Linked DNA regions of Gasterosteus aculeatus: region 1 is linked to region 2. Evidence: chromatin contacts called from public Hi-C data. All regions are on one chromosome and are shown on one strand. Each heading gives the region's core, a stretch centred on a gene start, on an enhancer-like site or on the middle of the called end of the contact. The rest is flanking DNA. Distances are from core to core; before and after follow the strand shown. Region 1 has its middle 46 kb from the start of pdgfd. Region 2 overlaps dync2h1 (dynein cytoplasmic 2 heavy chain 1).

Region 1 (5,700 bases), core at 1,266-3,765, 64 kb after region 2:
GATCTACCCCAGAAAAACTGCATTTTCCTCAGTTTTATCATTTATTTTTCTTCCTCTCCTGAATCCACTTTGCTTTTCGATGACTCATCGTGACCTTGGCTGCATATACGTGGGAGGAGAAGCACAGTCGGGAAAGTGTCGGTAACAATCACGCAGTGAATGGCTGCCGATTCAAGCCACATGTGGTCCGACGCCAGCCAACTCTCACCTAAAATCTAAAATCTCGGGAGAAAAATAAGAAAAATCCTCTATTTGACTCCCTAATTTCACTGTGTATTGCTGTTATCCCACATAGCAGCATCCATATACAGCATAATACACAGATGTTGTTTTCTTTATGAGTCTAAGGAAATGTTTGGTGGATTGTGCTGCTTCCAAGATTCGCTAAAAGTTGGGATGCGTTAGTACCTCACATGATACAGTCAGTTACCTCTCTGTTGTGACAACGTCTTGGGAACATTACGTCTGAACAAAAGCAAAATAAATCGTTTGATTGGCTATGATTAAAGATAAGACCTCTCTTAATTGCACCGTGTTTTCATCTGCCCTAAAACTCAACTCTGCACATCATGAAAACCGTGGAGGATTTGAACAGCATCACAGCTTGCATTATCTTTGCCATGAGGATCGTGTGTTTGGCCTCGTATGTGCGCGTCTGTCCACTGCTTGCTGCATGCAAGTTCACACGTCATTGTTCTGAATTGATGTTTGTGGATCTGTGGGCCTACTCGTATCCAGTTTTCTCTGAATATGCTTCCGATGGGTTTTAGTCCGAGATGGGAGCGATTGTTATCTTTGTCTTTCGTCTATAACGTCAGCATTGCATCAGCGGTGATATCCAGACTCGTCTCCGAGTAACTCTTCTCAATCGCCTGACTTGAGGAACACAAAACTGATGTACGTGCCTAGAAAATCTTTGAGGTTTGGCAAATATTTCATGGGGAAAATTCTTTGAAGCGTCAAACTTGTATAAATCTAATTCACTGTATTTTACTGTGAAAGGAAAAATAACACACTATTTCAGACCAGCTCTCATAAGACTCCTGGTGTCAATCCAACAGAGTGTCTCCGGTATTTTTGAATGCCTATTAGTCCGTTTGCCTCTCTGCTCATTTGTTTGTGCGTAATTCTGCTAAGCGCTGCAGCCAGGGCCGGATTAGTACCGCGTTTCTGTCACTAACACGTTTCATTAGTAAAGATGAAGTCATCCAAGCAGACAGACCGAGGCAGTCTGCACAAATTGCGCGTGCGGAGGAGTGTGAGTGTAGACGATGAGGTGAATGTATCTCCAGCATCTAAATACTAACCAGACTTGACAATTACAATAAGCATTTCTACACACTATTATTTTTCTGTATAGGTTCGGTCCATGTGTCATTACCGGTTTATCCACGGAAGGAAATGTTGGCAAAATGAATTCATGAATGAATTCAGAAGCAAAGCCCACAGAAATGCAGCTCAGAGTTTGGGCCCAGAAGCCAGGACAACGAAAGGGAAATGTAGAGAAAGGTATGGAGGGAGGGAGGCGTATGTCTAGATGGAGAAAAGGAGAGAAGAAAATTCATTCATTTGAGAAAACACCAGCAGAGACGATAAATAAATCCTTCCCCAATAGATGGAAAATGGGGAGAATATTAACAATTTAGAAAAGAGAGACGACGATGATGGACCCGCAGAGCGAAAGGAGGGCTTCTTCAAGAGATGAGTGCGAGGTTGACTCATCTTCATCCAACACCATGTCCCTCATTCTGTTGGAGACAGATACACACTTGGAGTACACAGCGCCGAACACGACGGCGTCTGACTGCTTTGCTTTTAGAGGCTGTGAAGGGACAGAAATGGTGTTAATAGCTCCAAAATGCTTTTTAACACTCCTCCTGCCCACACAAGTCAGACCCTTGCCTTCTCCATCTTGCTTTCACTGGTCCAATTACAGCATGAGGTCCCTGATGGAAATTTAAGATGATGCAAAGTGGGCACCGCAGAGAAAACCATTCACGTTCATCCCGTTTATCCTGGTGATCTTCAGCTGTTTTAATTATGATCTGTTCTTGTTGTTTCCCCTTTCCCCCCCATAGAGATTGTTGGTGGTTAATGTTAAAGCACATCAACAGACACTGCTCTGATTTCCATTTGAATGCTGATAATACGGTGGACTGCTTGAATGAAAAACCGGCAAAATCTGTGATCCATTCAAAGTTGGAAATACTGTGAGAAACATTGTGTCAATGTGGTCTTGTGTAAAACTATTACACTGATTAAATTGTACTTTTCATAAAGCACGGCAGAGGGACGATGCATCTTGTAACTAAGGGGCATTATACATCAAACACCATATATGTCTTAAAGGGCCGGTGTGAAGCATCTTGGATCTATTGACAGAATGGGTGTATGTTTTTTAGCTATGCATGTTTCTTTAGTGTCGTTTTACCGGCCCGTTTCCACCTCCTCAAGAAAAGCAGGTGGGGTTAGGAAGTTCCGGAAATAATCACACCTGTGCGCTTGGGGGAGGGAAAAACACTCAGCTGACTGGCAGAGAGAGAGAGAGAGAGAGAGATAGCGAGAGGACTGAGGGTGAAACGAAGGAGCCTAAATTGATTATCCAGTTTCTCTACATCTGGTGCCAAAGGAGCGGCCGGAGAAGCAACCCTTCTTGTGAACGTCGAGGCATCGGTGGAGGTTATTGGATTCGTGGAGGAGGCGCCGATAGAAGACGCTTCTGCAGCGCTCCCCTTTGACCGCCATTGACGACTGAGGGCTTCCTCGCTGTTGGTGAACCAGGAAGTCAAGTCCCCCCTGAAACCACTCTCCAGACTTCTCCCCACATATTCATACTTACACACACACACAAACAAACACACACGCGCACACTCTGCTTCTCCTCACATCCAGTTTACATTACACAGACTTGTGACTTAACCCCTTGATGGACGAGCCTCTTTTTTGGCTTCTTCTCCGAAAATGGCACACGCATGATAAAAACTCTAATAATAATAATAATAAGAAAATACTTTATGTGTGTGTGATGAATGTGGGGGACCCCTGTAAGTGCTTTAATGTGTGACAATCTCAGACCTCATTGCAAAAACCATCAATTCTGTGAAAAACAACAAAGGTAAGACATTATTTTTCGCTTCCGTGGCTTGATGGGTTTTGTACTGAAAGTTCGCCATGGTTTGTCTGAGGGAAATTATACTTATATCACTTTAATCAGCGCGCTCTGCTTGTGCTCTATGATCGTTCCAATGTTGTTGTTACATAAATCATCGTAAAAAGTTGTCTGAAATTTCTGGACATTTCTGTTTTATTTTGAAGTGGTTTCGAGCTCATTGTAGGCAGGACTGATGTTGAAAACGAGGTCAACCACGCCCGGCTCTGAGCATGACTAAACCGGCAGTGCTTCGACGTCTACGTCTGCTTGGGAATTTCCATTTTTGGACACATTTGCATAGTATGTTTATCTTACTAATACAACCAGTTTAAGTTGCGTTTGGAGAATTTTATTTGGGCCGGGTTGCCGATGGCCGTCATAATAATCACGAGCAGTGGCGGTAACCAAACGGAACAACAGCGCTGCATACCGGGAGCGATATCAGAAAAACGCCACGAGACGCTCGCCTGTCAGAAGCGGCGGCGCATGCGTGATGACCTGACGTGATTTTTTTCAATGGCAGGCGATCTACCGGCTCTGCGTTGGGGAACGATCGGGTTCCCGGTCTAACGCATGAGCTCACTCACAGAGTGCGACCCCCAGTGGACTTTTAAGGAATAGCAGCTACTTTTACAGAAATGCGATTTATGTCTCTCTGTAATTCTCACAATAGAAAAGTGTTATTCTAACAACCGCTGCACTGGACCCACCCGGCGGGCCGATCAATACATATGCTTAAGTATAAAATCACTCTTTCTATTCCTCTCAACACCTTGTTTCAGCTACATTTTTGAGTTTGTGTTGGTTGCTGCAAACTCACCTCTCGATCCGGCCTATTCCTCCCTGGGCCCTTTCTAAAGGAACATCAATTATGTTCTTTGATATATATTTTATTACTGCTCAAACAACTGAGAATGACCTTCTGGTTTTACGGCGGTTTGACTGATGATTGACTCCCAACACATTTGTCTTGGGTTTTGCAGGTTTTATCTCGACGGTGCCGCAGGGGTTTGCTGAGGTGCGCTGAGAACCACAAGGTTGGTGGTTCCAGCCCCGGCTGCTCCGTGTCCCATGTCGAAGTGTCCTTCAGCAACACACCTAACCCCCTAATTGTTCCCCGGGCAAAAATATAGAAAAAAAGTCATGGGTTAAATTTTTTTATTAATTTATTCATAATATGGTCTGGAAGTTTCTACCAATATCATCAAAAACGGGTCAGACGTTCACAGACACTCGCTATAAATTATGGAGCTTAGCAGCATCCGGGGCAGTCTGGACTTTATTTAGCAACATTGTGTGTCTGTGTGTTTGTCATCGCGTGTTCACTTCGCTTCTGTGATCGCACACATTATCCACACACAGTATCTGCTTTGTGGGTCTGTATCTGTGTAGTTATTGTGAGTTATGGCCGTCAGACCGAAGCGTCAGAGAACAGTCTTCCTTTCATACTGCAGATAACATGCCTGTGGGCGTCTGCTTTCAAACACACACACACACACACACACACACAGTGCTGTCTGCTTCTGTGATTACAGACCGTGTTTCGCACTAAAATACACACATTCAAGTAAATAAAATTTAAACCCACTAACCCATAGAGGTCAAACTCGTGCTGCGGAGCTTCTAATAACACTTTTCCACATCATCCAGCGACGCTTACATGAAGTAACAATCAAGCTTCTTCACACTATCTTAGATGTTGAATGACTTTTCTGTAAAGTATCTTTCCCACTTTGATATTATGGGCACTATATTGTTGTATTTTTGCCCGTGTCACTCCCTCTTTCCTTACATATTGTGTTTCCACGACAATATTTCATTACGACTTTGTTCCAGTAAAAACAATAGCTGATGGCTTGTTTACCAGATGAGTGGCGGAAATTTCTTTTGTCTCGCTGGCAGAACAGAGCGCACTAATTCACAAAGCGTTTAAGGTGATTTGTGTGTCCTGTTTTGTCAACAGCGATGATGAAGTGATGAAGCCTTTTGCAGCACAACTGACACCGACTGGGAATCCCGATCGGTGAAGCCGTTTGTTTAGTGGGAGCGGAGCGTTGTGTCGAGGTTAGTGGTTCATACTGGTTGTTTACCCAGATGGGGAAGTCGTGTCAGATTTTCTTTGCCTTGAAGCTGCTTTCTTATGTTTTAGTTGTTGGCTGGAGACTTGATTTGCACTCAACAAACATTTTTCGGCTGCTGAAAGCTCAGCATAAAGTTACCAGAGCAGCAGATGTATCTTAAGCTTCAATGTTTGCATTGTTAGAAATCAGGCTTTTGCATTTTGTAGAAGTTTAGGCAGCTAAATTCTATATACTCTCTCATGCATTGCTTTGTTCTTTAACATGTGTTATTCCTGTGATACAACCAAGACATTCACACTCCTCACTCGTCCAAACTTGGAGGCGCAGATCGTTGCACTAAGTACACCTGCACCTTCAGAATTATTTTCCGACTTGTTGAGACGGTGAGTCAACACACTGTCATTACATGCAAAGTGTCCTTTTTAAAAAACCTCTCTCAGGAAGTACAAGTAGATATGCAGCAAGCAG
Region 2 (5,577 bases), core at 1,893-4,392:
CAATTTATTTTTTGTGTTGTCCCTGTGTGTTTCTCTCCGAGGTGAAAAAAACTCACCACCATTGTAGGCAAGGCCACCATTTTTAGAAAAGCTAGTTATTGACAACTCTTAAATCATTACAGGGTTAGTTAATAAAAAAACGAATAAAAAAACACATTTATAAAGGGGCATGTGGAAGAACAAAAGAAAAATGACGTACAAGGGTTATCAATCTTCTCCGTCTCCTTGCAGTTGAGGAGAGTAGTCTGGTGGTGCAGGCATTGAGACTGAATACCATGTCCAAGCTGACATTTGCCGATATCTCCCGGTTTGATGCTCTGGTCAGAGATGTCTTCTCTGGGGTTATTTTCACCGATGTGGAGGACCAGATTCTGATGCATGCACTGGAACAAGTCTTCAAGGAGGCACGGATGGAACTTATACCCAGCCAGGTCTGTCTGTACAAACAACTATACAAATATTATTATCATGATAAATGATGTGACCCGATCCTCTGTCAGCGTTTGGGATCACTCTATGCTGCAAAAAGGATGTAACATTAAAACTGAGACACAGCGGGTGGATAGTTTATTAAGAGGTTGCTATTAATTGAATATTTTTTTCCAGCTGAAGAAGGCATTGGAGCTGAATGAACAGCTGAGACAACGCATGGGCGTAGTCATTGTAGGTCCAAGTGGAGCAGGAAAGTCTACGCTCTGGAGGATGCTTAGAGCTGCACTCAGCAAGACGGGCAAAGTGGTGAGTAGGAGACAAATTCCAACCAGTGCAAGGAGTACTGTGAACACCGCGTTTTATATGAAACCTCAAAATCATTCGAAATGCTGTTATTTATCATTTAGTACGATTTAGGTTTTAACAATATTGAGAATTTTACATCGCACATCTCACTGATTTGCTGATTAACTATTTAGTTATCTCACATTCACACTCAATACAATTATTCCAGACTTCATGGGCCAGTTAAAAACATCTTCCTAAATTGTGTTTTCTCTCTTTTTAATGTTGTATTTTTGTAGGTGAAGCAGTATACAATGAATCCCAAGGCCATGCCCAGACAGCAGTTGCTGGGACATATAGACATGGACACCAGAGAATGGGCTGATGGCGTCCTCACACATAGTGCCAGGAATGTGGTCAGAGAACCACAGGGTAGGAAAGAGACAGCAATCATGTGGATGTACTGATGTTCTGAATGTACAGCATGTCCTTAGAATGTACACCTACATGTGTTTTTGTATCTTCTAGGGGTGAGTTCGTGGATCGTGTGCGACGGTGACATTGACCCAGAATGGATCGAGAGTTTGAACTCTGTGCTCGATGATAACCGGCTGTTAACCATGCCAAGTGGTGAACGCATCCAATTCGGACCCAATGTCAACTTCCTGTTTGAGACTCATGACCTTAGCTGTGCCTCCCCAGCCACCATATCCCGCATGGGAATGATCTTTCTCAGGTCAGTCAGCAGATGCCCTCCGGGTTTCAAGTGCACCAAATTCCAACTAGCTTGTCTTACTGTTTTTTTTCGTCTCCCGTTCCTTCACTCTTAACTTTAGTGACGAGGACATTGATGTGGGTGCCCTGCTTAAATCGTGGTTGAGGGGTCAACCAGCGGAGTGTTGCACTAACCTAGAAAACTGGCTGGGAGACTACTTCCAACGAGCCCTGGACTGGGTCCTCAAACAGGTAAACTATCATAGTTCCTCACACTGGTTTAAAAATCAAACGGTGTCATTATGGTGAATTAAAAAAAAACCTAGATATGAATGACCTTAACATATACTGACCAGTGTTTATCATCATAGATTTAATTCCCCCAAAACACTTTTGCCAGGTTCAAGTTATCATATCCTGTGAAGGAACCATTTGTTTTTTTTAATTCATTCGTTAATTTAATCAAATGTTTTATTCAAAGTTGTATTCCCCCTTCTCTTCTTCTCACTTTTCATCAGAATGACTTTGTGGTGGAGACTAGTCTGGTGGGTACAGTCTTCAACGGTCTCTCCCACCTAAGTGCTGTTACAGAGAGAGGTCAGTTCATCGTTGGTCTCCTTCGAGGTTTGGGAGGAAACCTCAACCTCAAAACAAGACAGGAGTTTGCCAAAGAGGTGAGGACCCCTGAGTTTTTTTTTATGTGGACAGATGGTGGCCTTAGTTTGAGTATTTAAATTGTATCCATGGCTCAAACTTAAATATGTACTTTTTTCACAGTAAGAGTTCTTAGTTATTACTGAAAAGAAATAGCGATGAGTCATCATTCAAGCACTTACACGGGATATGCACCTGGTGCGGAACGTCTGTAATGCCACTACTCGGAAAGATCAGTGCTGATGTGAATGGTTCCCCTTGTATCTGTGTACTTCTGCAGTTGCTGAGCTGGGCAAGGGAAAGCCCACCGGACACCAAGAAACCACTAGATACCTACTATGACTCTGAGAGCGGCCATCTAGCAGCCTACGCGTTCCACCGTCCCGAGGGTCTCTCGCTGGAGCAGCTCTCTCATACGCGCACACTACCGGTTATTGAGACTCCAGACATGCAAAGAGGTCTGCACTGCTTCTCCCCGTGGCTCACAGCTCCGCACAGGCAGCCCTTCATGGTGGTGGGGCCGGAGGGCTGCGGAAAGGGGTAATTACAAACAAGTGCAGAGCACAAACCTCAGTATGCAGTAGTCACACGGAGGAGGCACACACACACATGCAATATTTTGTACGGTGTATGGAGACAATATGTACTGAATATGTATTTATGTCATGTTTGTATGTGATGTAGTGTTCGCACATCTCACTGATTTGCGGATTAACTATTTAGTAATCTCACATTCACTCATTTAAAAGCACGATTGTTTCATATCATTTACGGGGTGTCAGTCGCTTTAAATATTTTAAACAGACAATATTCCAGTCAAATCTACTGTGTCTAATGTGTCTGTGTATAGAAAAAGGGTCAGTGAGGTCACAACAGAAGGATTATAAATAATGAGTCAGATGCTCTCAAATGGTTACACTCAACAATGATCCAAGCAACACTGATATCAAAGCCGCATGAAATTCAAGACCTTTCGTGCAAAGGCACTGACGAGTCAGAATCTGCGTAGTTCATGTTTGTGTGGTATATGTGCACTGGCGGGTGTGTCTACACATAGAGTCGTTGCCTCAGAAGTAACCGCTTCCCTCCCCAGGGGTTTGAGGAACAAGGCTCACTGAGTTTGCCTTTTACACTCACTGCAGTAGAAACTCCCTCAATGCCTCTTTTGGTCTCTTGTCTTGCCTCACTCTCGTCTGAAAGGTCACTGAGGCAATGAGGAGTTCTTCAGGCTTATCAGAAGACAAAAGAACATATAATCATTTTACAAACATGGAAAGAGCAAACCCGCATATGATTTACTTCCCAATTATTTTCTCTTTCTGTGTGCACCCACCAAATGTCTCCCTTTGCCTTCGGGTCTGTTCTGACAAACATTGTTCTCGAGATCCCAGGCGACCTTCGTGTCAAATGCAGCACCAACACTCATTTCTTCCTCTCATAATACCCTGTAGTCCTGGAACTATCCTCAGCATATATGACACGTACAAGAGGCACAGCAATTACCAATTTGGCTGCCGTTGTTAGAACGTGTATGGCCACATCTTCTTAAATGATGCATTTCTTGACCTTTTTTTTGTAATTCATTATTTTCTGTCTAGGATGCTCCTGCGTTACGCCTTCTCTCGGCTGCGATCCACCCAAGTTGCCGTAGTTCACTGCAGTGCTCAGACGTCATCTCGCCACGTGTTGCAGAAGCTTGGTCAGACCTGTCTGTTGCTCAGCTCAAACACCGGTCGAGTTTTTCGGCCCAAAGACTGCGAGAATCTGGTGCTCTACCTAAAAGACATCAACCTGCCCAAACCTGACAAATGGGGGACAAGCAACCTCACCTCCTTCCTGCAACAGGTAAAGGGACACATGAATGAAAACACAAATAGACAATTTAGTGAGCAATGTAGTGACTGAAGAATGGATGATACTCTCTGATATGTCTGATCTCTCTCTCTCTCTCTCTCTCTCTCTCTCTTTCTCCCCGTCTCTTTCCCAAGGTTTTGACATATAAGGGATTCTATGATGAGAATCTGGAGTGGGTGAGTCTTGAGAACATCCAGGTGGTGGCATCCATGTCCACAGGAGGTGCCGTAGGGAGCCATTCACTCACCTCTCGCTTCACCTCTATAGTACGTGTCTGCACTATAGAGTAAGTATGGTACAAGTGTAGGTTAAATATTACTTAATACATTACCGTGCAGCCTGCAATTACATCGTGGATTTTGCTAACCTGTCCTTTAAAAAATGCTTTTCAAAATGCTCATGTTTCCCTCATATCTCCATTTCCCGACCTGTCTAGCTCTAACCCAGACATTGACTCCCTCTCTTTTTATTCCCCATCCTTCATCTTTCTCTGCCTCTTTGCCTCTGCATTTAGCTATCCAGACAAGGAGCAGCTGCAGACTATCTACTCAGCATACCTGCAGCCAGTTCTCCAGCATAGCCTGGGCACCCAGGCGTCCTGGGCCAGCACAGGGAAAACACACCAGCTGGCTGGGTCTCTTGTGCAGCTCTATGAACAGGTATTGACGTGGGCACGATGTCAGTTCATTTTATTTTTAGCAACATATATATTGAAAGTGTGAACATGACATGAGTCACACGTGTGCCATCCATAGTTTATTAACTTCAAAGCAGCCATATGGGACGTCATTCAGTCAATTTGATCATTCAAATATGTTGTATGATCATCTATTTATATCTATTTCAGATGAAAGCCAAGTTCACAGTGGATGACCACAGCCACTACTTGTTTACCCCCTGTATCCTCACAGAATGGGTCCTTAGCCTGTTGCGGTATGACCTCACTGCAGGTAAATACACATACATATACACATTAATAGGTGAGTCAGAGCGCTTTTTGACAGGAATGATATACATGTCATAACTAGGGACACTCAAACCTTCTTAGCTAGGGAACAAGTCCAATGGGACCAATATCCGTAAAGATATCCCTTTGCCACGTGGGAACTTTAAAGAATCAGACCTACGGCCTGTTAGGAACTTTCACTTAACTTTAAAGAGCCATCAATGTATGAAAACAAAAATTGAAAGTTCAAATGACCCACTGGTTATCTAAAAATATCCTTTGAGTCCTCACATACAATCATTTGGCTGCCGCCGAGGAACTTCAAGCCCAGGAACTTCCCAACTGTCAGTTTTGATGCCAGAAACAAATGAGAGCACCATATGGCTTTGTTTCTTGTCAATGTTCTTTTAGTTTAGAGCCGCTGTCTCCAACTCTCACCTTTTTCTTCATTAGATCTCTCCTCTCTTTACTCACTTCTTCTCTGTCACTTGTCTCTCTCACCCTCTTTTATCATCCTCTCCCTTTGCTGTCCTTTCATCTATCTCTCTGTGACTCTTCCTCTCCTTGTGCAATATGTACCTGCTGTGCTAGCGAGACCAAGCATTAGTTATGATGATTAAAACATGTCTCAATACAAACGTTTTCCAGTGCTCATTATTTTTTAACCCACTCTTCTTCTTTCCTGTTTTCCC

Evidence for each region. A called contact is a pair of places that touch in the nucleus more often than the background predicts.
Region 1: a Hi-C map of skeletal muscle shows a contact between it and region 2, with 2.0 times the contacts expected there. The contact joins two enhancer-like sites. A contact is called at or near these places in 2 of 6 Hi-C or Micro-C datasets (both in skeletal muscle).

Annotation. Positions count from the first base shown.
Region 1 is chr1:7,482,451-7,488,150 of fGasAcu3.hap1.1, forward strand. No RefSeq gene overlaps it. Among protein-coding and RNA genes, the nearest start is that of pdgfd, 46 kb to the right of the region's middle. Within about 2 kb of position 2,516, at least 3 of the 9 cell types and tissues checked have open chromatin away from gene starts, as enhancers often do.
Region 2 is chr1:7,418,004-7,423,580 of fGasAcu3.hap1.1, forward strand. dync2h1 (dynein cytoplasmic 2 heavy chain 1) reads left to right here. Exons shown (of 97, transcript XM_078098449.1): 41 at 232-431; 42 at 607-738; 43 at 1,017-1,149; 44 at 1,246-1,453; 45 at 1,554-1,683; 46 at 1,950-2,105; 47 at 2,366-2,625; 48 at 3,684-3,930; 49 at 4,074-4,225; 50 at 4,454-4,598; 51 at 4,787-4,889. Among protein-coding and RNA genes, the nearest start is that of dync2h1, 23 kb to the left of the region's middle. Within about 2 kb of position 3,143, at least 1 of the 9 cell types and tissues checked has open chromatin away from gene starts, as enhancers often do.